5 separate regions of the Mus musculus genome follow, and regions 1, 2, 4 and 5 are each linked to region 3. Evidence: chromatin contacts called from public HiChIP or PLAC-seq and promoter capture Hi-C data. All regions are on one chromosome and are shown on one strand. Each heading gives the region's core, a stretch centred on a gene start, on an enhancer-like site or on the middle of the called end of the contact. The rest is flanking DNA. Distances are from core to core; before and after follow the strand shown. Region 1 holds the start of Nkx6-3 (NK6 homeobox 3). Region 2 holds the start of Ikbkb (inhibitor of kappaB kinase beta). Region 3 holds the start of Ckap2 (cytoskeleton associated protein 2). Region 4 holds the start of Plat (plasminogen activator, tissue). Region 5 holds the start of Kat6a (K(lysine) acetyltransferase 6A).

Region 1 (5,346 bases), core at 2,607-5,106, 970 kb after region 3:
TTCCTAGGTCAGACCATCCTGAGGTCTTCCAGAGCCAACTTGGTGCTTGAAGTGCAGGTGGCCGCAGGCTGGAGGTCCTGGCACAGACAACTGGGCTCGGGCTGGTCGGCCAAGTGCCTGGCTCTGACCACGGGCCCAGCGCAAGGAGAGCCGGAGCAGGATGGAGCTGCTGACCAGGAGGCTGAGGAGAGACCCTCTTCTATCTAGACTCAGGGCCAGGCCAGGAAGGGGACCCTCAACTGGCTGGTCTTGCCTTGGAGCCCTCAGGGAAGAGCCTTAACGTCACACTAGAGTCTCCTGCAGAGGGAGGCCCGAATCAGCACAATCCGGCTCCGCCATGCCCGGGCGGCGCCCCCTAGGGCCAGGAGAGAGACTGGCAGGCTCTTCTCGCTCTCCCAGAGCCACTGGTGGACGGCGGTCACCTTCCTCGCCTGCCGCTCCTCGGGGTGTCGTCGGGACACAATAAAAACCTTCCAAGTAGCACAGACGCCCCTTCATGCCCGTACCCCCACGCCCTGGAGGCCCTCCCGGGGACTCCAGCCCGCGCGCGCTCTAGCCCCGGGCCAGTGCGCGGGTTGGGGGATGCTGTGGTCCACGGGCGCGGCTAGCTTTCCTGGGGGTAGGGAGGAGGGGCGGCGGCCCCGGGAGGGCGGGCGAGCACGGGCGCGGGGTCGCCCCGCCTCGCCCCGCACCCTCCGCCCAGTAGCGGCTCTTAGCGCCCTGCGCGGCCCGACTCCGCTTTGGCACCCTCCGCTCGGTCTGGCTTGGCTGCTTGGCACGCCGCCCCCCCGCCCTCGGCGGCATGGCTGCGCGCTCCCGTTGCTAGTAGGAGCTGTTTTAGGAGGAGTTTGGGGTCTCCACTTGATGCCTAGAGAATGCTGCAGTCTGCACCTTAGACGCTTTTTAGAAGTTTTGAAATGACCTTGATTTTTTTAATTGTTATGAAAAAAAATGAACTATGTCTTGGCTCTCTCACATGCTCTGTTACTGAGAGAGACCAGCCCACCCTACTCTGATGTATAGACCATTCTCCCTACACCAGCTAAACAAATGTCAAATTAATAAAGAAACGGACTCATGGCACTGGTCTCCATCGCTTCTTCTTGGCTCATCTTTGGGAGTTCGAGGTGCTGGGGGGAGTATAGATTGCCTGGTTTGGGGGTGGGATGGGGTCTGTTGAGTAGCATCAGAAGACACTCTGCTCCAAGAAGGGGTCCACCAATGCCCAGATCCTGGAAAGCCCCGTAATCAGTGCCATCCCAGAAAAAGCTGACCACCTGGCTATCACGACAGAAGGGGTCGGGTCGGAGGGGACCCTACAAACCAGAGAACCTGAGAACAGGCAGGCTGCTGACTTTCAGCAGGGGGCGGTGTCAGAGTTCTGCACTCACTGAGATAGCAAGTGGTCCCTGTTTGAATTAGTTTCCAACACTTTATGCAAAGCTGGGGTCCCAAATCGGTGGCGGTGTTGTTGTTTCCTCCTTTGTCAGATGAAGAATAGAGGAAACAGTTTCAGCAGCCTCTGGCATTTGTCACTTGAGGTTACCACACGATGACCCCTCATCAGCTATAGCATTAAATAAGAGTCGAATCATTTGCAGCAAATGACCTTCCTAACTTCTCATTATTACAGAATGACCAAATCTTTGTCCCTAACATTGCTGGTGCTCCCCAGCCCCACGCCAGTGTCTCATGCACTGAAAGGCCAGCAACTCGACCCTGCATTTGTATTCCCCCAGAGGGTTTTAAAAACACTTCCAGAACCACAACTGCCTTGGTTGGGTGGCAAGTCTGGGAATCTGGAATAGTTGACACATGGCCTGGTCTAACATAAACCTAACATAAACTGTTACTAACTAAAAACAACAACAAAACAAAACAAAAACCCAAAAAACAAAAACAAAAACAAAAGTTACTAACTTTTTTGTGTGTGTGGGGGGGGGGGGGGGAGTTCCTAAGTCCAGACAGCCAAAGATGAACAGAGCTACACAGAAAGGGGTGGGGGGGGGGGGCTATCAATCAAAAGTTAATAGAGACTGGAGAAAGAGAACATCTCAGAGAGTCGCTGAGAACTAAAATCAGTTGAAGGCACACTGTAAAGAGGTGATTAAAGAAAACAGAACCCATTCCTGTTGATGGCTTAGTGGCTGAAACCACTCCAAAAAGCGAAGTCCAGTCCCGAGGGTGGGAGAAGGAATTCCTGCTGCGAGCAGACTCACTCCTCGCTCAGTGGCACACCTAAGTCCTCCAGGTGGATTACAATGTGTTGGCCTGTTGATTTGGTTTTGAAAGTAAAACTTGTTATAAATTAGAAGTTGACTCCAAAATACAGCCCCTTTTTGGATGGTGGAAAAATAAAAATAAAAACAAAACAATTTTTTTCCTCAGGCCAAAGAGATGGCACCAAGAAATCTGAGTTTGGTTCCTGTCAAGGGCTCATAATTGCCTGTAACTCCAGCCTCAAGGGATTCATCATCCTTTTCTAGACTTCTTGGATGGAGAGAGAGAGAGAAAGAGAGAGAGAGAGAGAGAGAGAGAGAGAGAGAGAGAGAGAGAGAGAGAGAGCGCACACACACACACACTGAGACTCTTAATTTTAAAGGTCTTCAAAAAAATAGCCCAACCTGTAGGAAGGTCATCTTGCCCTGCGTAAAAGCTTTTCTATCTGATCCTCACCTAAATCACCCATGGCACGGAAAGTATTGCTTACATTACAGTCAAATTCTCCACAGCAAGCCAGCTTTCTCTACCTCAGACCTCTGCCTCAAACAAAGCTAACAAAGAAAAGGCTCTGTCTCTCACCTGTGAAAACACAGATCCCTCCAAACACAAGACAGTGTGTTCCCCAAAGCCCCAGTGGCCTGGTCAGGAAGAAGTCATTTAGATAGCCAATCACCTTGCACCTGCCATTTCACACTTCAGGTGACTTCAGGAAAGAATTTAGAGACTAGCCTGGCAGGCAAGCCCTGATTCCTCTGTGCCTCTGTTTCCCCGTTATCAACTGAGAGACGGTACCCACAAGAATCATCAGATTGCAAAAATTCCTCAGAAACAAAGCGAATGGTGGCGTCCTTATAGTCAGTGTAGCCCCAAGCCTCAGCCCGACTGCCCTGCTTAGGTCTCTGCCTCAGGAGCCCAGGGCTGCTCACAGGAGAGAAAGAGACTTCACCCAGGACACAGCCAGCCAGACTACTCAAGAGACCAAGAAAGGCTGGCTGGGAGAAACAGGAACCACCATTCTTCAGTGGAATGCCTTCTGACCCCCCACACCCCTGCAACTCCCAGAGCTGTTCCACGGCCCACTCCCTAAGCAAGACGTTTCCCACCCCGTGGTCTCAAGGCCAGAGACTTGCATTCCCCCAGAGAATAGTGATTGCTCAGTCTCCCCACTTACCCAGGAGAAAGGGAAGCAGCTGTATGTTACCTCAAAGCGTCACATTCATTCCGACAGGGGCAGCTTGGGACTGTGACCTCTGAGCCTCTCTCTCTCTCTCTCTCTCTCTCTCTCTGACTTCCGCAGGAGCCTCCAGTCCCTACCTCCAGGCGCCCACCTTTTCTTAGATACTGGACTTGGGTAAGCAAATGGAGCCTGTGACCAGGCTCAGGGCGCCTAGAGCTAATTCTTTCACACACGCACATGAGCACACACACATGCACACACACACACACACACACACACACACGGACTGGCTGATTTACAGTCAATCTTTCAAAGTGCAATTTGTCTAGGAGAAGCCAATGTGAGGCCCATGTGGTCTCCAACCAATGGCGACACAGCGCTTGCAGCTCAGCCAGTCTCAGGTCTGTATTCTAATGGGCCATATCTTTATCAAGGAAATGTCCCCTCTCTGAACTTAAAACTTCTGATGGAGGGCCCCCAGACTCAGAGGCAGAGAAACCGGGTGCTCTGAGTATGGAAAGCACCCCTCCTTAGGCCCAGCGGGCAGAGAGGGAAAGAGGAAGGCCGCCCACCTTCTCTGGACACCTGACTTGCCAGAGGGCTGACGTAGGTGCCCCATCTCTGAGGAAGGGCCGAGCCAGAGGGCAGTCTGAGGCTCGGGGTGGGATGGGGGGCTCTGATTCTCCAAACCTGTCATGAGGTTCTGGGCCACCATTTGAAGTGCTGGCCTTTAAGGGTTCCTGGACCACCGATTCGCTGACCTGGAGACCATGGAGTCCAACCTGCAGGGGACCTTCCTCCTGAACAACACACAGCTGGCCCAGTTCTCAGAAATGAAGGCTCCCATGTGCCAGTACTCGGTGCAGAACTCTTTCTACAAGCTCAGCCCTCCGGGACTTGGCCCCCAGCTGGCGGCTGGGACTCCCCATGGAATCACTGACATCCTGAGCAGACCGGTTGCCACCCCGAACAGCAGCCTCCTCTCTGGCTACCCCCACGTGGCAGGCTTTGGTGGACTCAGCTCCCAGGGCGTCTACTATGGCCCCCAGGTGGGGAGCTTTTCCAAGGCTGGAAATGAGTACCCGACCCGGACCCGGAACTGCTGGGCAGACACAGGCCAGGACTGGAGAGGCAGCGCTCGGCCATGCAGCAACAGTGAGTACAGGGCCTTCACCCCCAGCCCAACCTGTCCCGGGGAGAAGGCAGGAGGGGGGGGGTCTTTTAAAGGCCGGGCTGCACGCGACCTACCTAACCTCAGCCGCTATTACACAGCCCTGCCAATTCCTGGTCCCTTTTCTCAGCTCACAGCAGAACTGAACCCCACCCTTCTCCCTCCTCCCTACTTCTACCTAGCACAGGTGTCTGGACCCACAGTCACTTCTTGCCCTTCAAGGGACCTTGGGTTCTCCAGGCCCCACGATCACAGTCCATCCCACCATATGCAGCACGTAGCTTAAGTTCGCTTCTGCCCGGAGACATGGCGCCCCTTCACACAGTGAGGCACAGTGCTACCCTGGTGAAGAAAACTTAATGAATTTAGTATCGTATCCCTAAGAGCCCAATGTTATATAGGATTGTTCCAAAAACCCACTGGGGTCCCATCCAGGGCCCATCACCCACCTTCCTGTTCCCCCGTTCATGTCAGCAATGGCAGAACCAGAGCGCTAAGATGACCTTGGCCCTGACTGCTAGGGAGCGGGGCGGGGGGGGGGGGGGCTTACCCCACCCATCCCTGAGACTCAGGTTTCTGAGAACTGGAGTGGAGGGGGTGGGTATTATGCCAATCAGGGATCCAGGAAGTGCCCGGGGCATGTGCCAGTGGGGCATACTGGGAGAGAGTGGCAGTGACTTCCAGGGTTCTCCTTGAGCCACTAAAGCTCCGGGTGAGATAAACATGTGTCAGGGACAGAGGCAAAGCCCCCTCTCCTTCTGTTTAATCTCTATCT
Region 2 (5,554 bases), core at 1,287-3,786, 520 kb after region 3:
AATATATTACCTAACTCCCCTGTGCTTCCAATTCCTCAGTTATAAAACAGAAATTAAAGCTGTTGACCCTGGTATGAAAGCATGTAAGAAAGGTAAGGATGATACGCAGCTCATGGTAACGCCAAACAGACCCAGCATGTAAGAAACCTAGCCCGATCTCGGCATGTAATGTATTTACATCAGTGATCCTGGTTCTTGGGCCACGTTTCTGACTCAGGGCCTCTCAAGGAACTTCTCTGTGACAGCTACAAATATTCTCATGCCTATAGACAAGAGACAGTGTATGAAGTAGCAAGGGGATGTCTGGCGCCAAGTACAACTAGCATATTTTAGCTGCATCCATCCAGAGGCCCGGAACAGAGGCGTGTCCAACAGAAGACATGCAGCATCTTCTGATCTTAGATGTGGGTTAAAGATTGCTTTTATGCACCCAAAGCAGCCCCCAGGCTTCCCCGAGATCAGTCCATGAAGACAGCAGAGGATGTCCAGGTTTAAGCAGGCGGGTTCTTCAGCCAGTACTCCTCCCCAACTCCAGCCCCTGCCCTCTCTATCCACCCAAGTCCTGTTCACACTAACCCCTAAATATCTCTTCAGTCTGCCTATTTCTCCCTGTCATCACCACGATCAACCTGGCTGGTCTCTCACCTGGACCACTCAATCTGAGTCAAGACCTTGATTTTAGCTCTTTAGGAAGGATTCCCTAGAAGGGTGGCCTCTCGTTTTGGTATGTTTTCCAACTGTTGACCAACACTGGAATCCTAAAATAGAAAAATAGGCCTCCAGACAGCACTCCCCGCGGGGTCTATCAGGAGGTTGAGTAACTGGTCTGGCAGAAATGAAGATATTCTAAAGAGATACTTTTAAACATTGGATGCCAGAGAGATGGGAAATTCCCCAGAAATTTCATGTTGGGAGAGAAAAAGCTCCCAGCCAGAGGGGGAAATTGTCTTCTGGGTTACAGATTTCTAACACATTCTCAGAAAAATCTCACAGGATGACAAAACCAGGCCAGTGGTAGGCTGGACCACAGTACTGCTTAGATGTGAGTATCCTTGGCGTTCTATTTAGACCTTAACCTAATTTTAGGATCATGGAGATGGACTTGGTGGGGGGGGATCTGTCTGTCCTTCTTCCTAATGTGACCTCAGTGAATGAATCCCTTGCTTTCCACTATTAATTTGCCTATTTTAATTGGCTTATTGAGGACTCAGCTTAGGGCACAGGCCATGACCCCCAAGTTTGATAGTCACACATCACGTCTGATACTCAAGTATCCTGAGGTTAGTAAGTACTCTTTAGCGGAAACATCACAAGTACTGTGTGCTCCTGAGGCACTGTGATGAACTCATTACCCAAATCGGATAAAATAAGTCTCCCACAGTAAACAGCCGAGCTAGAGAGAGTCCTGCCAAGAATCTCAGCGTACTTACTGCCAGCCCCCTCCCCCAAATTTTTTTTGGAAGAACACAAACTTTTAACATGAGCAACGCACATCAGACACATAAGGACTAAAATAATAGGAATAAAAATTAGATCCAAAAATGAAATCAGTCCACATCACTCAGCATTATATGGCGGCACATGGAAAAGAAAGAAAGAAAGAAAGAAAGAAAGAAAGAAAGAAAGAGAGAAAGAAAGAGAAGAGAAAAACCTTGGGGTTATCAACTACCTAAAATATTTTAAATAAAGTTATTTAAAATGTTTTTTATTGCTCTCATCTTTTTAACACTGCCTGTATTCTACAACATTTATCACAATGTAATGTATTACGTGCTAGTCTAAATATTAGTAGAAATATAATTTCAAAATACTTGGAATGACAGCTTACTCCCTCATGTGTCCTTCTAAGTGGCATGGTTATTAAGGTTTTTTAAAAAGAGTCAGTTTAGCAGCTCACAGATCCCCTTTGCAGTCCTTTTTCTTACGCTCCCATTGGACAACGCCAAGGTTAGGCAGGGATCCACCCATTCACACCGGGCCAGGTCAGAAGAGGCGCCAAGAAAGCTCACCCACCTTCCTGGTGCCAGAGCCCTACCTGATTGTGCCACCGGATGACGTTTCCAAATCCCCCGGTCCCCAGGCGTTCTTTCATTTCCCAGGCTCCACATGTCTGGGTTGGGAGGGACGGTGACCAGCTCATATCGATGCCCTGCTAACTCTAGAAGCAAGCAGGGAGAGAGGACAAGTTGAGAGTAAGAAGAACACTGGAGCTCAAGAAGCAACTGGGAGCAGCAGTGGCTGCTGCCCTGCAAGGGGAGGCTAGGACACCGGTGTAGTTAACAAATAAAAGTTGCGGCGGCCGGGCCCACCGGTGGGTCCGCTCAGCATCGGGCGCGGCGCAGCCACGGACCCCGGGGAGAGGCGGAGCGCACACCCGGGTGAGCCGGTCCACGCGCCGCGAGCCGCCCTCGCGTGGGACTCACCTGCCCCGGGGGCCGCGGGGCCGCCAGCGACACCCGCTGAGGACATGAAAACTCGGGGTCCCCACGCAGCCAGCCCAGCGCCACTTCCTCAAACACTTCCTGCCCTGACGTCACGGGTACTAGACGGCTCTTAAAGGGGACGCGCGAGCCACTGGCTCTCGGAGACGCAGCCACAGCCAGCCAAGGTGCTGGACCTGGCGGCGCAGGACCTGGCGGCTTGGAGAGCTCTTCTTCACCCTGGCACTTTTTAGGCTGAGCTTGATCCGACTGGCTAGGCAGTTAATAAGGGGAGAATCTGCCGAGCCCCGACTAGTGCTGACTTAGAGGCTGTCCTAAGAATTGCCTCCCTGTCCTCCCACCGCTCCTGGTTCAGTATTAAGAATAATCAACCATCCTGATGCTCCTCAGAAAGTAACACACCACCATCCCCCTCAAAGAGGAAGGGAGGAGAGGGAAGAGTACAGAGACAAAACAAAAAACTAGCACTGTCTATCAAAAATGGAGTTTGAGCACTGGGAGCATAAAGAAATTACTAGTTATTAGGTCAAGAGGCTGGGTATTGTCTTCTCCACCAGGACACCCCACACGCCTACCAGCATCCACCCCTGCCTCTAACAAGCCAGGTTCAGCCGCTCACCTCCCATAGCCTAATTCACGATACAATTACCAATGGAAAGGAGAAAAAGAGGTTTATTCAATGTGACTACATTGGGGAAAGACAGCGATCTAATCTCTCTCACCCATACCTCTGCCGATCCAAGTCTAATTTTGGGGTCCTGCCATGAGGTTTGGGTTTAAGTGGAAGGCAAGTGGTATACATAACTAAGTAGTCATGCTCAATATATGTTCTGGTCCACCATCGTTGTCTAGGCTCCAGTTTCTCCTATGATGTGGCGTTTGTCAGACGGTGTGAAATCTCTGCTCCTCTGAAGGTGGCACAGTGGCTCCAGGCTTCTGACATTTACTGGCTTTTTAGATCCGAACCCAGCAGCGGACAGCGACCAGCAAGGCTAACAAAGTCTCCCTGGATTGAAAGCCAAAGATCTTTGTGGGATAACCTGGGGACTCTAAGCGTTTGAACTCAAGAATAGAGCAAATAAAGAACTTCTCACTCTTTTATTATTAAAGCAAGCAAAACATGAGATGATGTTTACAGAGAGCTTAAGCAAATACAAGAACAGCAAGTGAAAAAACACTTGGTATTATGTCTTATCATCCTTGCACCTGTGGGAAAAAGCCAAGAATATTCCTCCCAGGACCCCACCCTTCCCACAGAGAGAACGTGGACATCCCAAGCCATACCCTTCATGTCGCCCCTTTTGAGAGCATCCACTTTTTATGGGGTTTGCAATTATTTCTAGAAGGCCACTTGTGGAAGAACATTCTGCACTCTGCCCCAACCACAGCTCACGGGACAGTCACAGCTTTCTTACACGGGTTCCCACGTGGCCTCAGATGATGTTCCTGGGGGAGATTACAGTTTCTCGGGGTCTGTTATGTCGGCAGTTTAAAAGTCAGAAAGAGGAGCTCAGGAGACTCTTTAGCCTCCATTCCAGTCAGGACAACTGCAATAACCTTGTAGTTATTTCACTTCCTATTTTGAGGTAAAAGATTCCTGTACTTGACACAAATACAAGTGGAAGTGGGAATCAAGGGTACACTGTATCATCCAAAGAAACAGCTCTCACCTCCTCAAAGGAATAAAAAGATCATAGTTTATTCTGAAGCATGTATGAATATAATGTTCCAACATGGAAGAAGTTTTAAGACGTTGTACAGTTTTAAGGACTAAATCAAGGTAAGTTTGAAATGCATCAATGGAGACCTCAGAGAGATGATTATAGCAAGATGGGGGAAGCTAGTCTGTGAATCATCAGATGTTCTCGGATGACACTCTTAGCTTTGGGTTGAGTGTTTGGAAGGTGTTAGCCCACCAAGTTAATAGATTTCAAAAGCTGGGTTTTCGTTTTAATCTCTTAGCCACAGAACGTCAGCTCTGACACAGAGGTGGGGTAGCAATGGGTGTTCCAGATGAGGTAATTAGCCTCTGTAACATTCCAATCCTTCCACAGTGCTGCAGACGGAACCAGCCTCTGTAAACATGCCCTCTTGTAAGGAGGTCTCATTCACAACTGCGTTTAGTTAGTGACAGGTTGCCACACAGAAGAGCCATTTCTCCTTGGTTTGGGTTACCTTTGGGAGAGCTGGCACAGGCAGCTGCATTCTGGTTCTGAGGCAGTCTTGCTGTGAAGCCCAGGTTGATCTGAAACTGAAACTCCCTTTCCCATTAGGTCCTTATTCTGATTTCCTGTTTATGACACTATATTCTATTCACCCTTCCTTGCACGTCCTCTTACATTTCTATCTTGAAGATACAGAATAGTTTGGCCTTTCTGTCAAAAAAATCAGGTGTCTGTAGGCATGTGGAGTTATTATGTCTGGGTGTTCAATTATACCCCATCAATATGCCTGTTTTTATGACAATATCAAATGTCTTACTTTGGATTTTATTGCTGTGAACAGACACCATGACCAAGCCAACTCTTACAAGGACAACATTTAGTTGGGGCTGGCTTACAGGTTTAGAGGATCAGTTCATTATCATCAAGGCAGGAGCATGGCAGCATCCAGGCAGGCATGGTACAGGAGGAGCTCAGAGTTCTACATCTTCATCTGCAGGCTGCTAGCAGACTACTGGCTTCCAGGCAGCTAGGACTAGGATATTAAAGCCTACATCCATAGTGACACACCCACTCCAACAAGGCCATACCTCCTAATAATGCCAATAGTCCCTGGCTCAAACATATACAAACCATCGCACCATGCTAATTTTATTACCATAGATGCATAGTATAATTTTAAATCTGGGGTGTTGATAACTCCAGCAGGTCTGGAGTAGAGGCTTCTTTTATGGAACTGGGTACATTTGTGTTTAGTGCATAAATATTTAGAATTGCAATATCCTCTTGGTGGATTTTTCTCCTTTAATGATGTAGTGTCCTTCCCTTTTCTTCTAATGAAGTTTTGTTTGAAGTCTACTTTATCATATATTAAAGTTGTTGTGCCTGTGTGAATGCTTATCTGTGTGCCTGTGTGTGCCTAACTTCCTGCCTGTTTCCATGCCTGTCTGC
Region 3 (5,812 bases), core at 1,933-4,432:
GGAACTCTCTTGCTAGACCAGGCTAGCCTGCCAGCCTCTGCCTAAAGGTGTGTACCACCACGCCCAGCTGGATGTTTACAGTGTTTAAATTGTTTGGTCAAGGTGATTCATACGTAAAGGTTAAGATAGCTGCACGTTTCTGGGACTATAAAAATAGTTTACCATCTAAAACTACAATCCTGGAAGTTCAGCTCTCTGAGTCCTCTACCCGCCGGTTTGTTCTCATTTATACAGAATGTTCTCTCATTCAAGATTCTTGCTCTTTCTAAGTCTTTCTCAGGATCAGTGAGACAATAAAAGGTTAAATTCTTTTAGATAGAATAAATCAGATTAAAAAAAAAAGAGAGACAAAACCATAAAAGCTTAAAGCGAAGTCAGAGTAGGTCTGACTATGTTCAAGGGGCCTTGTAGAGGATGGCTTAGACAGTATACTCAAGGGTTACAGTGACTGCTCCTGTGGATACAGGGTAACAAAAGCTGACTGAGACACGCATGTCTTGTCCTGTGTGTCTCTGCTAACTTTGTTAAGCTTTAAACATCTGGAGAAACTGTGGTCAGAATTAAGTGTACACTTGTTATTCTTAGGTCTCCTTGGGACAACCAATCCTCCAGTTCTCCGCTATAATTACACTTGTGATAAAATAAGCTACTTGATATAAAAGATCTTACAAATTGACTTAGACTTTGTAAAACTATACTATACAGGATAATGAAGTTCCCAGTTTCTCCATGGACTGAACTTATCATATAAAGTGTATTACCTTAGTATTTAAAAGAGCTTCAGTTCAGAAACTGTCTTTTGTTTGTTTGTTTGTTTGTTTGTTTGTTTGTTTTTCGAGACAGGGTTTCTCTGTGTAGCTCTGGCTGTCCTGAAACTCACTCTGTAGACCAGGCTGGCCTCGAACTCAGAAATCTGCCTGCCTCTGCCTCCAAGTGCTGGGATTAAAGGCGTGCGCCACCACCGCCCGGCCAGAAACTGTTATTTTTAAGGCTCAGAAATCTTACCAGAGATAAATCACCTTAGCTTACAAAACCCTAATCTTGTGAGAGTTGCCAATGTATTATAAACTGTTAAAACAAAGGTAATCTGGGGTGATAACGTATGTCTTTAATCATAGTGCTGGGGGCAGAGGCAGGTGGAGGTTTGTAAATTCAAGGCGAGCCTGATCTGCATAGTGGATTAGGACATTCAGGGCTATGTAGAAAGGCTGTCTCAAAGTAAAATAAAAAATAAGAAAGTAATTAAACATATATTTTATGTGTCCAGAATTGTGTTTGTAGTCACACTAAGTACAAATATAATTCATTTACAGAGACAAGATGGGAGGGAGAGACCAATTTATATCCCACATTATACAATCTTCTGTAATATATTTTCAAAATTAAACTTGAATGGGCAATGCAAAGGCAGTTTAATATAAAATACTGTTCAAAATAGGTACATTTAAAAACCAAGCAAACTGGTTAGGGAGAATTAAATGTTCAGGTAAGTAAAATGGGTTAAGCTGACCAGACACTTGCACGTCAGGTTTGATGGGACCTCCTGTGAGAGTGGTCACAGTAAGCTGCACAATAACCTCATTACCAAATAAGGATAAGACTCGCCAGAGTCTACTGCTCCTGTCTCCTGGCTTGCACACCAGACCAGGAAAGCCTCCTCCCAGAGATGCGGGACTATCATTAAGTCTGGCCACTTGGTCAGGTGGGAGGTCGACACAGCAAAGATGTCAGAATTATTGCCAGTGACCTTTTTTTTCTGTTTAAATTGTTCAAAGTGTAACCTGGGGCTGGGATCTAAAAGAGATTTAAGGATGAGAGTAGTGTAAAATGCACAAGCCTACCCCAGGAAGCAGAGGCAGACATTCTTGAGTTCAAGGCCAGCCTGGTCTACAGATCAAGTTCCAGGCAGCTAGAGCTACAGAGAAACCCTGTCTCAAAACAACAACAAAAACCAAAGCGACAAGAAAGCACCAGTCTAAAGTGTTTAAAAAGCCAATGAAGTCTCGTATTCAGGGCTGGCTCTTCCTTGGGTGCTAGCCAGAGCGAACAACTTCTACTAAAGAGCTTTAAAGAGTAACCACTAAGGGTGTGGAGTGTCTCCTCCCTGGGAAAAGAGATTATTCCTATAACAACACAATAGGAGATTTCTCAATTTAGACAAATGATCCCATGAATCAGAAATTACATGCAAGGTGCTGTTTTAGGCTTACTATTACTGTGATGAAAACACTCTCACCAAAGGCAACTTGGGGAAGAATGGGTTCATTTACTAATATCTCCATAGTACAGTTAGCTCATCATCAAAAGCAGTTAGGGCAGGAACTTGGTGCCATGAAGAAGTGTAGCTACAAGGCTTGCTCTGCCTGGTTTGTTTGTTTTTGTTTTTAAATAGCACTCAAGACCACTAGCCCAGGGGTGGCACCGCCCACAATGGGCGGGGCCCTCCCTCTCCCATCAATCTCTAATTAAGAAGATGCCCTACAGGCTGGCCTACAGCCTGCCTGATCTTGTGGAAACATCTTCTCAGTTTAGGTTCCCTCCTCTCAGGACTCTAGCTTGTGCTCAATGATAGAATACTTGCCTAGCGTATACAAAGCTCTGAGGTTCATCCTCCCAAATAAATAAATAAATAAATAAATAGCATCAAATGTCCTAATCGAGTGAAAATTGCAGGGAACACATTTCAATATAGGGTTCCAGAAACAACTGTGTAGAGAGATCTGATACCAGTCGCCAAATTCTGACCAACTTACATAAGTTTTCCACATTCTTGCTGCAGACCATTCAACTCCATTTTTCCAAAACGTCCAGGACATCATGCAAACAGTCCCAGCCTCACCTCCACGTTCCAAGCACAGAGATAGGAGAACCCGGGAGCTAGCGAGCGCGCGCGCAGGCGCAGTCGGGGGTCCGGGCAGCCCCGCCCCCGCCCTCAGACCCCGAAGATAAACCGCTGGCCCCGGCAGGAGCCGAGCCACGCGCTACCCTCGGCAGCGGCCTGGGCTCTCAGAGAGAGTTAGCGGCCGAGGCCCCGTGCCATCGCTCACCTCGGAAGGCCGGCTGGTCTCGCCTGGTCGGGGGCAGCTGCAGGTCCCGGGTCACCGGCAAGGGATTCCTCGCAGCCCTGCCAAGGAAGCGTTTCCTGGACTCTGCCATCGCTTAATGAGCGCGCCTCGGCGCCGGCGTGGATTGAACGGACCAATGAGCGCGGAGGGGCGGGGCCCAGGCGAGGGGCGGGGCCGTCCCAGAATCCAGAGACTTGGCAGCCGGCGAGAAATTTCAAAATCGAACAAAGCTCTCCCAACTGGATGGATGACGCCGTTGGAGCGGGCTTGTTGAATCCTCAGGATATAGCAGGACCAGGCTTGACAAGTCAGGACATGTCTTCAGACACAGCCCAGAGGAAGCCAAAGGACCGCAGTGACTGCACCTGTCAAATGCTGGTGCGCTCCTTAGGGATAAGGCTCATTGCTTTCCCTGAGGACAAGTTCCCGAATGATCTTTGGAGCTGCTTAACAGAATTAGGTTGCGATTATACCTCGCAAGCGAGATGATGAGCTCAGATGTTAGGTGTCTCGTGTTTGCACAGCTTGCAAACAAAACCTTTTTTTTTTTTTTTCTTTTTTCGGTTTTTCAAGACAGGGTTTCTCTGTATAGCACTGGCTGCCCTGGGACTCACTCTGTAGACCAGGCTGGCCTCGAACTCAGAAATCCACCTGCCTCTGTCTCCCAAATGCTGGGATTAAAGGCGTGTGCCACCACTTGCCCGACTTTGCAAACAAAATCTTAAGTTGAGATCTACCTTTGTGCTGTTATTTTATTGAAAATCTTGCTACGTAGCACAGGCTGGCCTAGAACTCACTTGCAGTCTTCCTTGACCTCCTGAGTGCTAAGATTACAACTCTATGCCCAGCCCTTTCTGTGCATTTATATATGCATTTGTGAAATGCAAACAAGTGTAGGAGACAGAAGAAAAAGAAAACTGAGGATATAACCCTCTGCTCTTTCAAGGCAGGATATAATTCTGTGAAGTTAAACCTATTGTGTGTTATAAAAAGATAAAGGAAAGAAGGAATATGTTTTGGTGGATGTGTAGTCAGGTATGGGGTGCCCCCGCAGGCCCATGGGTATAGTATAGAATAGAGTTTACTCAGGGAATGGGGAAGGGAGTTAAAAGGGTATTAGAGACAGAGAAAGGCAGAGAGAGTTGAGGAATAGAGGCTGGCTGAGAGCACATGTAGACAAGGGGGAGTAGGGGTGAGAGGACAGAGCAGGAGCAAGAAGACAAGAGAGAGCAAAGGAGGGAAGAGGGCAGAGGTAGCAAGCAGCCCCTCTCATAGTGAGTCAGGCAAGCCTGGCTATTGCCAGGTAACTGTGGGGCGGAGCTTAGACAGAATGCTAACAAAACCAACTCCTGTTGAACAATTTGTCTATGTTTGTCTTTTTAGGCATGCTGCCTTAACCTTTGACGCCCATCATTTAAACATGTCACCAACATAAAACCCAGACATGCTAACAGTGGTGGTTCATTGCTGTACTCCCTCAGAAAAATGACATGTGTGAAACATATTTCTAGGAAAAAAGCTACATCTTCAAACTGATTAACTGATTGGAACCTCAAAGGTTGTGGAGAGCTTGGGATGTTGCAGGACCAGGGCCCAGATACAACCTATCTTGAGCTATCTGTAACCCATTAAATAGCCACCCCTTGCCCCTATCCCAACCCCCACCTCAGACCTTAGGACACCTGACATCATGTTAGACGCCTTGTTTTGTTTGTTTGTTTGTTTGTTTGTTTGTTTGTTTAAGTGAGGGAGAACAACTGGAGGATGGTCTGGGTCTGGTTGCCCCCTAACTGTACACCCAGAGAAGCTATGTAAATCTTGCTCCCCAATTTAAAGTTAATAAAAGACTAGAGCCTGTGATTGAGTTGTAGAGAGAGAAAGGCAGGAGGTTGTGGGGACCCAGTGAGGGGGGGTCTCAGGAGAGACCAAGAGAAGGAGAAAGGAGACAAAGGGAGGAATAAGCTGCCTTGAGGGGAATGGCCCACGAGTGCATGGCCATGGGAAACAGCAAGTGACAAGGGACAAGTGGCTGGGGATGTGAGGTAGAACAGCTCCAAAACCTGCCCAGTCTAGGCTTACAGCTTGGAAATAAAATACCAGGACTTCGTGTCTTTAATATGGGCTAGCTAGAATGCATAATTCATTTTACAATGTCTACTACCTATTACTCAGGCCAGAGGGTCTCCCCAGCTGGCTCTCAGCAGTGATCAGCTTTTCTCCTGCTCTTTTCCTTTCTTTTCCTCAGATACTTTGCTAATGTTTTTTTTTTTTTCCTTCAGTTCCAGTGTTGGAATGCAGAGACTTAAGAACAGGTGCTCTACCTCTGAACTACAGTCCCAACTCTGCCATAGGGTTACCTTCCTTCCTTCCTTCCTTCCTTCCTTCCTTCCTTCCTTCCTTCCTTCCTTCCTTTCTTTCTTCTCTTGAAATATCCTATTTTAGTGTACCTTTACCAACCTCCGGAGAAGCCACAGGCAAACGGCTCTCCTTTTTAAAGGCAGCACTGATCCACGACAACACAGCTAACTGCTAAGTTGCCATCGGTGTCATGGCTAGTCTTGGTTGTCAGCTTGGCTACATCTGGAATCAGCCGCTGGGGATGCTGTGGGGGGTTTGCTTGTTTACGTCCTCTGAGGAGAGAAGCCTGGCACATCTGGTGCCAGTTCACATAAAAGGACCCGAAGGAAGCTTTTTGCTTTCCGCCTGGCTGTCCTCACTCTCATCGGCAAGTTCATCTATCCTGCTGC
Region 4 (5,167 bases), core at 985-3,484, 570 kb after region 3:
CAAGCAAACAAACAAACAAACAGAACCCAAGGTTTTATAATCATGTGTGGAATTTTAAAACTTATTGTTATTAGGTTAAAATTTCAGAAGTCTGCTCCAGGAGAATTGCCTGATTTTTAACTTTTCATTTTCATCACTTCGAACGATTTGTTAGAATAGTGCAAATCCCTCTTGTACAGTCTGGTAAGCGATTCTTCATAGCTATCACCATCTCCAAGAGGACTTTGCTTTGTCCTATCCATTTTTTTCCTCAGGGAGTGCATGAGCCTGCAATTCACCCACCTGGTCCAGCTAGCCAGTGTAAGTCTCCAGTGCAGATGAAGGCCTGGACAGTATATGCTGCCTTTACTACTTCTAAGCGGATATGAGCGAACGTCTGTTAACTCTAGACTGAGAACAGACAAAGGAAACAATTCCATGGGTCTAGCCTGGAGAACTAAACAGTGAATTCAACTGGGGTAACTTCCAGAAGTATGAGATGAGGGGTGTCCTCTGGTCAAGTCCCTCACAAAGAAAAGTCCCTCACCACCTCAGCATTTGTTAATAGCCCATCCCTGTGTCCTCGGGGAGAAATGGGGCAGGGAGATGCAGGTCTATGAGCCTTGGGCCTTAATAGGGTCTAATTTCAGGGCAGGACCAGCCATGGCATGCATGAGGAGTCCCTACATCCCAGCAGTGTATTCCCAATAATGCCATCTGGATATTTACCTCATTTGTCCTTAAAAGCTGATCCCCTTTTAAAGGAGATGCTTTTAGTCTGTACACAGAGCACCTGCCTCCTGGTTAATAGCTGTGTTGTCAGCTTCTTGCCCACTTCTCTTTCCTTGGGCTATCCTGGGAATCACATCACTTCTTAATTAGTTTTCTCATCATGGTTTTTGTCCTGATACCTCGTCAGCTGTCCACTTCCATTGCCCCCAACAAAGGGATCATTAAGCCAACTCTCTGCCCCCACAGGTGACACACACTACAGAGAGGACCCCCATTGCAGAAGCTAGCCTTAGGAACTCTTTCTTCAGCACTTCATTTTCTTATCCATCTGCCCCCAAGTTATTGTACTTGGAGCCCTTTGGAGCAAAGGGCTCCTAGGCAAGTTTCCCAGGATGTGATATCATTAAGATTTATTTTCACTCCCCCCACCCCACCCCCCTGCAATCCTTTGACTAAAATCAAAGTTCCCATTGTTATGGTATCAGCTTCCCATTTGTATTTCTGGCTCTTCAGTCTTGCTTCCCACCCCCCCCCACCCCCACCCCCCGGAGTCTGACAGGGGAAACAGACTCACAGGTGGTAGAAACACAAAAGCTGGGGTTTCGGAGGATGTGTGTGTGTGTGTGTGTGTGTGTGTGTGTGTGTGTGTGTGTTTATGGAGGGGAGTGTGCATTTAGCAAAACTCAGGGCACCTGTGATTACTGAGAAACCCTCCTCTCAGCTCCACGCCAGCCGAGATTGACAGAGGCCACTCGCCCACCCCTCTGATGTGCAAGCAGCTGCAGATGAAGACTAAACTGGAATTTTGGGTGACCTGGTGCCCCGAGACTGCCGAGGCTTTGGTAGGTTGTGAAAGGGTCATCAGAATAGTAGTTTTCAGGAGCTTTTATTGTCTGCCTCCGGGGTGTGGGGCTTAGAAGAAGGATGGCTTAGGATAGAATTTCAGGGTGCTGAGGCTGAGAGACCTGCCCATTTCCCCACTTTTCTCAATTCTCTGAGAGATCTCTGCTGAGATGCCGCAGAGAAGCACCTCAGTCTAGGAGAGCAGGTCAGAGGTAGGGAGCGCACCAAAAGTCATGTGCGTTCTATCTCCAGTCACACCCAACCCAGCTTATCATCATCTGCCCGGCCAATTAATTGCCCACGTGTCCTGAGGGGTAGTTGCTTCAAATTCCAGAAGACCTCTCCCCCATCCCCAACTGGGCGGGGCTGTTTAGAACTATAAACTCATGGGTCAAGACAGGAGCTTAGAGCAGCAGATCCTTACAGTTCCTTTTAGGCCTTTGAGACCGGGGTTTTAAAACAGGATGAGTCTTAAGTCCCCTCCAACTCTGAAAATTCCTGTGATTCGATGACATCAGTACGGTGAATAATCAAACTGGCGGCAAGCCAAGACTGGCTGTGCTCCTCCGCGCGCACTTCCTCCCCCTCCTTAGAGACACCGGCTGCTCCATTGGCTCCTCAGTCCACCCACCAGCAGAGGAGAAACCCCGCCCACACCTCTGGCCCCACCCCTTCTTCATCCTTCAAATTGGCTGGAGCTGTTCAGGGAGACAGAGCCTGCAGGAACTCAAGAGCTCAGCGTCAAGGAGAGGCCCCTGCAAGAGTGGGAAAGAAGCAAGCACTCTCGGTAAGTTAATTTCTGCCGGTATCTAACAGCTGACTCTTCTTCTGTCCCTTTAAAGTCTTTGGGGGCAAACTGAGCCAGTGAAGGGATGCTTAATGGAAGCACAGACAGAGGACCAGCCAGCATCATCCAGGGTTCTTTGCAATGACCCTGGGTAAGCTGAGGTGAGAGGGAGAGAATGGGAGAGAGGTGTCTCTTGCAGAAGTTTTGCTTGCACAGGGGAGAAAGCAAACAGAATGACTCCGGTTCTTTCAACAGACAATGGGAGCAGCACTAACGGGCAGTAACTAGATTCAGCTGCCTTCCTGAGCTGAGAAGCCAGAGTTGTATGGCTACCTTCTGACCAAGGAACACACTAAAAAACAGGCTGGGCATCAAGGAGGGGGCATTTTGCCTGGGCAGCATGATTAACTAGGCTGGCAGAGAGAAGCTGAGATTTTTAGGAACCTCTCATTACTAGTGGGAGTCAGGATGCAAAACCTCTCGTCTCTCGGGAGTTCATCGCATCCTCTCTTCCGTTCTTCCAGTCAATCTCACCCTTGGACATCAAGCACAGATGTGTTTGCTTTTTCATGCTGCAGCTGGAAGAGTCTAAAGGCTCTCTGGATTCCTTCAGGACCTTTGTTTTCTTAACCTCACAGAAACAGCGGGAGGATGGATGGAGTGGGGGGAGGGAGAGATGGTGTGGGCGTGGGAGGAAAGTATGCAGCGCTCCAAGATAACTAAGGACGAAGCTTCAGTGCAAAGAAAAGCAGTAGCAATGCTTTAATTTGATGGCCAGCTTAGAATGATGCCGTGGTCTTCCGCAGCTGATAATGGGGCAGGGGCATATACAAAAAACGTGTGTCTGTTGTGGTGGTGGATATTTAACAATCCTGCGAGCGCGTCACAAATACAACTGGAGTACACTTACAGAAAAATACAGCTAGGGATTTTCACTGAGATCCAGACGTGGCCTGTCCAGAACAAATCTATGCAGGTCAGTGGAAGGTAGAGTGGGCACAGCCAGTGAGGGTTAAATAATATTCAGCCCCAGACCAGATACTGGAAACACTATAATGTAAACAGTCCCTCTGACCATCCTGTTCAATCCACCTAAAGTGTTTTTAGGAGAGCCAGCCTGTATCCTGGCAGGGGCAGTACTAGCTGCACCCCCCCACCCCGGACCAACTGGATTAGGACGGAGTTTCCAGGACACCCCCAGATTATTTGGAAAGTCTCCTGTGAGTTCTACAGCAGCTGGCCTGCTCTCTCCCAGACCCAGGATGCTTGATGCAGCCGGGAGGAGCAGAGGAACATCTATATTTCCGCTAAGGCTTTGGGGACTGAAGCTGCACACATCAAGACTGCTCACTGAGCAGGGTGCTCGGCCAAAGCCAGAGAGTGACTCAGAGTTGCCTGCCAGGCTCGTGGACTGGAAAGACTGGTGTGAGGGTTGTAAGGTGAAAACACATGTGCTCGTCCTCCATCTAATGGTGGAGGCTGCAAACACGGCTTATCAGCCACAGTTAATAGACTTAACGCCATTCACAGTGTAAAGTTCACACACATCCCGAGACACCAGGTCTCTGTGAGTGGGAGCCTTTGGTGGTCTGAGCTGAAACAGTGCAATCTGAGTTCTGGCAGCTGTGCATCTATTGTCTCAGAATAGCTTTTTTTGTTTCTTTTTTTTTTTTCTCTTGGGTGTCAGAAAATGCTGCAGGAAGCAACTAAATGCAGAAACCAAGAACTGAAGGCCAGCTTTGAGCTGGCCATGGGATAGGTCTCACTTCAAACCCAGTCGGGTGCTGACGACCCAGATTTCTAGAGGACGGAGCTGGAGTTGGGGCTGCAGCTTAGTTGGCAGAGTGTTCACGTGGAATGCAGAGAGTCTTTAGGCCTGATTCCCAGCACCAGGTAAACTTGGTGTTACAGTGAACACTTGTAATCCCTAGTGCTCAGGAGATGTGGGCAAGAAGATCAGAAGCTCAAGGCTAGCCTGGGATAAGTGAGATCCTGTTTCAGGAGGAAAGGAAAGGAAAGGAAAGGAAAGGAAAGGAAAGGAAAGGAAAGGAAAGTTAAGTTACAGGTAGAGATTCACAAAGCCTTGGTCAAGTACCATCATCTTTAATACTGGCCCAACTGTCTACTTTCATGATGCCTGGGAGACTAACTTTTATAGATAGGAGTGCAAGGTAAGATGAACTCAATTCTTGGTTACTGGAAAAACAAATGAAGCAGATTGCTGGTCATGTATCACAAATTTCTCTGGAATGTTTAAAGGCACAGTCCAGGAGAGCTGTGTCAGCAGCTCAGAAAACACAGGCCAGCTGTTCTTCATGTTCAGTGCTCCTGACACATCAGAGAGAAGCCTCTAGAGTTTTCTTTGGGGATTGACCTAACAGACCCGAGTCCACCCTGTGCCTCTGAAATGATCACTGCAGGCATAGACTGGTCCCATACGTTGTAGACTTTTCTACTGCAAGTCTATTCTGTGGAAGCAAATATCCTGTTAGCTTATACCTTAATGATTCCACTGAAGCAGCTAAATGTGGCAAGTGCTGATTCCAGATGCCCAGAGAGTTTCAGAGGCCCTGCTGTGGGGTGGAAAAACTGTCCTGAAAAAGGCAAACCAGAAAAACAGATTGAAGATGGGGATATAAGATATCACTCTGCATTCAGGAAGTAATGGCTCCTGTGTGTACTGCTCTCTGACCCTGGTGCAGAACCTGGGCTTTCTATCATGTCATATGTGCAAGGAAAAAGGAACCGTTATTAACCCTTGAAGACCAGGAGGACCGTGCCCCACCCCCACACACATCCCAAAGAGCTTGGTACCTCTTCTTTATC
Region 5 (5,737 bases), core at 3,002-5,501, 670 kb after region 3:
TAGCACAGACAAGCAATATTGCAGGAATACATATATTCTACACACACACACACACACACACACACACACACACACACACACACACACACAACTTGGGGAAAAGGTTTCCAAAGAGGAGGGGATGTTCGGAGATATGCTACTGTCAATGCAAGGCCACAGCTCTCAACCTAATGTAAGAGTTAATTCTGGAGCCATTCTGAGTGATTATGGTCTAGAAATACAGTTTTGGGTTACCCCAAATTTCTAGTTCCAACATGGAAGCAGTTTGGTGAAGTTTTATAGAACAAAGAATGTCATAAATCAAGGAAAGTCTTAAATACATTGATGGGTGTATCACAGAGGCAGTGGCAGCAAGATTGGGAAAAACTTTCTATAGGTCTGAGTTGCTATCTGGTGACATCCTCAGCTTTTGTGCTAATGGAAGCTAGCAGCCCTGTTAACAAATTACAAAAGGGTTTTACCTACTATTAGAAGGATATTAGCTCTGATACAGAGGTAGGCTGGGGATGGCTGTCCCAGAGCTCCGGCTAGCTCCGGCTAGCTCTGGCTTAGGTACTTATTAGCCTCTAGCACTGTAACATTCCCGTCTCTCCAGTGTTCTGCACTTCACTCAATCAGTCTCTGCAGGCACAGCTTCTTTCCAGTTCTCAGTCACAATTTTCTGCTCACCCAGGATCACATTGTGTGAGTGGACTGCATGTTGTTTATTAAATATTATAAGGTCTTTCCTAGCTAGGAAGGCTCAGTCGTAAGATCTGATATAGACGGGGAACGGTTGCAGTTTTCAGGACAGATGGCTGGCTGGTAAAGCCATTAAGGAGCCCCAGACCATATCAAAACTATTAGCCATCATGATCCAGATATGAGTTATTTTTCTTGTACCCTCTTTATCTGCATATGCCACGTGGCAGTGCTACTAATCTAAACTTAAGTCATCAAGGACACGGTGTGGCCTGATGGATCCAAGGCAGATGATGGACACATGTGGCTAAAATACCAAAAATTTGCATAATTTAAAATTAGATTGACTATGTTTCCCCTCACATTTATAGTTCTTTGTACTCTATGAGCTATCTCACTTATATTTAAATTCTTGAAAAATGAACTTTGGAAGGAGACACTGTAGTACTATGTCTCCATTTTTAACTAGTAAAATCCAAATATGGTTCAATTAATTTTTAAATCCTGGTTAGCTGTTTTATAGGACATTTTAAATACTTGAAGCATTAGTACTTAAGGTATAAAACACCAAAAATGTAATTAGAGATTGATGCTTTTGGTATAATTTTTGGACAGAAAGGATTGACATAAATCTTTGGGTATCTCTAGCTAGAGTAGATAGAGTTCAGAGTTAATTGAAAAAACACTAGAGGTGGGTTGTTTTTTTTTTTTTTTTGGAACACACATATATATATGTACACAACATACATAATATACAAGGTAAGGTAGAAATATTAAATATCACAATTTTAAGATCTAAGTGCAAACCTTTTCTTTTTAGATAGTCAGTCATCCATTATATTAACTATACCAAACAATTCTTTTTGGAGTGTTATACCTACTTAGAATATTCCTACTAAATTAAATAGTGATTGTGAAAGTTGCTTTAATGGACAAATGTTTAAATCTGTTCATCCAGTTTGGTCTATGAGATAAACAAGTAGCATATCTTGTAAAGCATTTTTAACGTTGACACTAAAATTAGAATCACAGAGTCTTCACTGAAGGATAAAGAAAACCAGGTGGTTTCGTCAACTAAGAAGGAAAAGAGGCACCACATCAAAGCCTCCATTCTGATGAAAAGATCAGGACTGCAGTCAGGTACTCCCAGCTCACTCTCAGGATGGGAAACCCAAGGCTGCCAACGTGCTCACCTCTTCTGGGAGCACATTCAGGAGGACTTGAAGGTGCTGGATGATGCTTGTCTAACTGACTGACACCTGAGTGCCCCCAGTAACTGCACATTGCTTTCACCTTTGGTTTCTTAAATACTCCTGTCATTAGATTTTTAAAATTGTCTGTGATATTTAACATTCTACCTGGTGAATTTCTAAGTGATAAAATAATACTGTTAGTTTCAATCAAGTTATAATAAGGAAATTATGTCCTGGGTCACAGTCACTTAGAATGGACCCAGAATAAACTCTTTTATTCCCTTTAAGATGAGGACTGTAGCTTTTTTGATTGACAGAGGAAATAATCTTCAGCTGTCTGAATTGTCTCAAAGATCAACAAACAACACCCCCCCCCCCCAACTCCAGAGTTACACTAAATTCTGCCATTTCGGACAGCAGGTGGACTTGCAAAACTGATTTTTTTTGCTGCAAAACTTATAAAGATCTCTGAGTATGCCCTTTAGTAATGTATATCTAAAACAAACAAACAAACAAGCAAACAGGTGCGTGCGTGCATGCGTGTGTCCATTCTTGGAGGCCTGTGGATGATACTATGTGTCTTTGCCGTAACATTGTCTACCATATTCCCTTGAGATGGGGAGTCCACTGAGTCTTGATCTTGGTCATCCTCCTGTCTTCAAATTTCTCTTCCACTAGTAATGGAATACAATTTGGGGTTTGTAGAGAAGTGGTTTTGGGTGATCCAATAAACCTCTCCACAACTGCTTGTTATCAACATCAGTATAGGGCACTGCAGGCCCTTTGCGTGAGTTTCCCAGGCTAGTATTAATATGGAATAGTTTCAACAGTCTAGTGTGCATAGTCGTCTGGGCAAGAATTAGGGTGGAGGAGGGCTACTCAGATCTGAAAGCAGGGAATGAGGTTTGGAGACAGGACATGAGGTGAGGTGTAAACTTATTTCTCAGACGCTTACAAATGCTTATTCACTATAAGCGCTGTTTTGAGCCCTTGGCATCATGTTGGTTAGATGCTGGGATGCCAAATGGCACTGTCGAAGAACATTAACCTGGGAATATACTAAAAGCATTACGACTACACCTGAACTGTAAAGTGAATAAAGCACAAAACCAACAAAGTAATATCAAAGTTATGGCAGCGACTAGCAGGTGTTTTTTTCCTTTTTGGTAAAGCTATGATAAAATGAGGTGGCGGGGGGTTAACAGTCTAGGAAGGGGACATAAACCAAGTGCAAGGGTAGCAGCAATACAAGTCTCAAGCTGTTGAGCTTTAACGTCTTTCCAGGGAAGGGGTATGTGTGTGTGGGACTCAATCTCAAGAGTTTCTAGTGGACCAAAGACAAAGAAACAGGTAGCCAGTAGCGGAGAGGCTTGCCCTAGCCAAGAGTCTCTGCGGTTCAGCCATCAAACTGCACAGGGTAGGAAAAGAAGAGAAAGACCCAGGTTCCACAAGCAACCGTGCCATAATAGCTGTGTGACCTTGTCCAAGTCCTAGAAACCGAGCTCGGTGGGTGGTGTTTCTTATAAACATGTTTCCAAGGTTTAGTGACTTGCGGGCAGGGGGGTCAGTCAAGTGCCCTAGGTGGGCATCTTGTTGGCTGACAAGGAGTGTCCAACTTCGTGCCCTCTCCCCTTTCTAGCCAGACTATTCTTTGAACCACGGGGGGATGAGCAGCTGGAGTGCAGAGTGAGCAGAAAGGCGAAGGCAAAAGAAGGAACTCCTGCCACCCGCGTTCCCCCGCCCAGCCACGGAGCTCCCGAAGCCACTGTGTGTGTGTGTGTGTGTGTGTGTCCCCGACCCTGCAAGGCAGCCGCGGGTGCACGCCCCCGGGCGCTAACAAGGGCCTGGGAACCCGGGCGGACGCCGCGCGCCGGGAGCTCCGAGCTTCCTAGCTCCGAGGTTTCGGCGTCGCGCCGAAGCCGCCCCACCCAAGCGCCCGCCCGCCCGCCCGCCCGCCCGCCCGCCCGCTCCAAGTTTCCCGGGCTGTATAATCCGGGTGCACCTTCCGCCTGTGGCCTCGCCATTCTGCCCGATCGCTGCGCGTGAGAAAGGAGGAGGGGACGCCCCCAGCTGTTGGCCTCCAGCCCGGCCAACTCCCGCTTCCACCCGGGCTTCGGCCTTTTGTACCCGCCCCACGTGACCCGCCCAGCGGCTCCCTCCACCCCGCCCCCCGTGGCCCCGCCCTCCGGCCCTTCCCGGCGACGAGCCGGCTCTTCCAGCTACCGGCCGCCCCCCTCCCGCGCTCCTCCGCTCCCTCCCTCCCGCCCGCCCGCGCAGGCTGTTCCCGCTCCCTCCCCAGGCAGCCGTTCCCTCGCGACGCTCCCCTCCCCCCGCGGCTGTTCCGCCGCTTGGCCTCCCCTCCCCCCAGTCGGAGCTCACTGTCTCCAAGATGGCGGCCGTGTCAGTTTGGGGCATCTCCGCGGTCCGGCCCGGGCCCCCGGGATCCCGGCTGTCTTCCCCCCAGGTAAGGAGCCGAGGGGCCGCCCCCGGTCGCTCCCAGCTGCCGAGCCCGAGGCTAGGCCGCCCCGGAGTCTGCTTCGGCGCCTCGCGGGGACGGCGGGCCGCTTGCAGGCCCCGCCGCGGCCTGCGCCGCCTCCCCGCTGCTCTGCGCCAGGCCTCGGGCTGGGCGCCGCGGCCGCCCCCTCGCGTCCGACTCCGCGGCCCGGCCCGCGCCCGCCCTCCGGGCTCGCGCCGACGGGCCCGCCGCCGCCGCCGCCCTAGCTCCGCCGGCGGCCCACTCCGGGAGCCGGGGCTCCCTGGCGCCGAGCAGCCAGGCCGCGGAGCCTGGGGCTGCTGTGCGGGCTCGCCCGCTCTCCCTCGGGGGCGCGCCCGCCGTCCGTCCGCCCGCCCGCCCGCCGCTCCCGCCGCTCCCGGCGCCGGGCGGGCGCGCACTCCGGGCTGTGCGGAGTGCGCGGAGATCCGAGCGGGGTTGAGCGGTGCAGGGTGACAGCCTGGTGGGTGCAGTGGTCTGGAGCAGGCAGCACGTGTGGTGTTGTGTCTGTCGGACTGTCAGCCCCTAGCCGGGACGGGTGGCGGCGGGCTTGCCTGTCAAGAGCTCCGCGACTTTGGGCCGGACCTGCCCTACCTGTCAGGCTCCGTCACAGCCGGTGTCCCCCTTGCTGCTCTTCTGAGCCGACCCCTTGGAGCGAAGAGCTCGGAGGAGCTGGGGCTAGAGCTTACTATGCTCCTAACTCCACGTGATTTCATTGTTAACTTACTCTCCGGGCTGTGTTTCCATAGAATGGGACCGGCGAAGCGGTCCGCTGGCAAACTGCGGGGCTCTGCCGCTTCAAGTTTTTTTTAAAGTTCCTTGGGCTTTAAATCGAGGGCGCGCGCAGATGTGTTTTGGGTTGGGAGAGAGAGCGGGAAGGGCTTTGCGAGCCCGGCTGGTCTTTCTTTCTAGCTCGCGAGTGTACTTTCTGAGAGTTAGGGTTCAGATCTTCAGAGCGTTGGTTTGTGCAGACTCGCAGATTGGGGAAACTTCCGGCCGGAAAGACAATGTGTGACTGTCATTCATTCTTTTTCACCTGAAAACTCAGCCACATAGGGTGTTCCCACCTTCTTAGGTCTTAGTCCTGGTTACTTTAAAGTTAGTGTCTATATCAGAAACATCCCTTGGGTAATAATTCTGATGTTTGTCCTCGTAAAACCTCCACTAATATGAAGCACCCCTCCTGGGGAGGGGGGTACTTCTTTTAGTTAGCTAATTTTGAAATACATTTTGGCCCCGGGTGCTAATGCTTTTTTTCTTACTAGTACTATTTCATTCCTCATGTATTAGTCTCCCGTTTGCCTGCACACTGTTGGGAATAGTTGCTGAAGGGGTGCCCCCGCCCCTTTTTTGCTGTGTTTATATTGTACAC

Evidence for each region. Promoter capture Hi-C pulls out the DNA fragments that hold promoters and counts their contacts. HiChIP or PLAC-seq counts read pairs in DNA pulled down with a chosen protein or histone mark. Capture Hi-C pulls out chosen DNA fragments and counts their contacts.
Region 1: a contact with region 3 is called in a promoter capture Hi-C map of adipose tissue. The contact joins the promoter of Nkx6-3 here to the promoter of Ckap2 in region 3. A contact is called at or near these places in 2 of 39 promoter capture datasets (embryonic stem cells and stem cell-derived epiblast-like cells), 2 of 115 datasets of contacts at active chromatin or transcription factors (large pre-B cells and pancreatic cancer cells) and 1 of 9 other capture datasets (adipose tissue).
Region 2: a contact with region 3 is called in a promoter capture Hi-C map of pre-B cells. The contact joins the promoter of Ikbkb here to the promoter of Ckap2 in region 3. A contact is called at or near these places in 4 of 39 promoter capture datasets (the HPC-7 cell line, cranial neural crest, embryonic stem cells and 1 more).
Region 4: a contact with region 3 is called in an H3K27ac HiChIP or PLAC-seq map of extraembryonic endoderm stem cells, with 3 times the contacts expected there. The contact joins the promoter of Plat here to the promoter of Ckap2 in region 3. A contact is called at or near these places in 2 of 39 promoter capture datasets (cranial neural crest and embryonic stem cells) and 2 of 115 datasets of contacts at active chromatin or transcription factors (extraembryonic endoderm stem cells and large pre-B cells).
Region 5: a contact with region 3 is called in a promoter capture Hi-C map of pre-B cells, with 2.6 times the contacts expected there. The contact joins the promoter of Kat6a here to the promoter of Ckap2 in region 3. A contact is called at or near these places in 11 of 39 promoter capture datasets (the C10 cell line, the HPC-7 cell line, HPC-7-derived erythroid cells and 7 more), 2 of 484 Hi-C or Micro-C datasets (both in embryonic stem cells), 4 of 115 datasets of contacts at active chromatin or transcription factors (bone marrow-derived macrophages, large pre-B cells, memory CD8 T cells and 1 more) and 1 of 9 other capture datasets (liver).

What each region holds. Positions count from the first base shown.
Region 1 is chr8:23,149,415-23,154,760 of GRCm38.p6, forward strand. Nkx6-3 (NK6 homeobox 3) reads left to right here and starts at 3,857. Exons shown (of 3, transcript NM_029002.2): 1 at 3,857-4,555. The coding sequence starts at 4,171. It overlaps Ank1 (ankyrin 1, erythroid), which reads left to right. Exons shown (of 44, transcript NM_001110783.3): 44 at 1-1,083. It overlaps Gm15816 (predicted gene 15816), which reads right to left and starts at 289. Exons shown (of 6, transcript NR_169137.1): 1 at 1-289.
Region 2 is chr8:22,704,047-22,709,600 of GRCm38.p6, forward strand. It overlaps Ikbkb (inhibitor of kappaB kinase beta), which reads right to left and starts at 2,537. Exons shown (of 22, transcript NM_001159774.1): 1 at 2,424-2,537; 2 at 2,036-2,158. The coding sequence starts at 2,140.
Region 3 is chr8:22,182,637-22,188,448 of GRCm38.p6, forward strand. Ckap2 (cytoskeleton associated protein 2) reads right to left here and starts at 3,183. Exons shown (of 9, transcript NM_001004140.2): 1 at 3,048-3,183. The coding sequence starts at 3,156. Gm29878 (a long non-coding RNA gene) reads left to right here and starts at 3,392. Exons shown (of 2, transcript XR_378798.3): 1 at 3,392-3,443; 2 at 4,449-4,516.
Region 4 is chr8:22,755,488-22,760,654 of GRCm38.p6, forward strand. Plat (plasminogen activator, tissue) reads left to right here and starts at 2,235. Exons shown (of 14, transcript NM_008872.3): 1 at 2,235-2,341.
Region 5 is chr8:22,855,295-22,861,031 of GRCm38.p6, forward strand. Kat6a (K(lysine) acetyltransferase 6A) reads left to right here and starts at 4,252. Exons shown (of 18, transcript NM_001081149.2): 1 at 4,252-4,338. Gm46036 (a long non-coding RNA gene) reads right to left here and starts at 5,145. Exons shown (of 3, transcript XR_001778526.2): 1 at 4,960-5,145.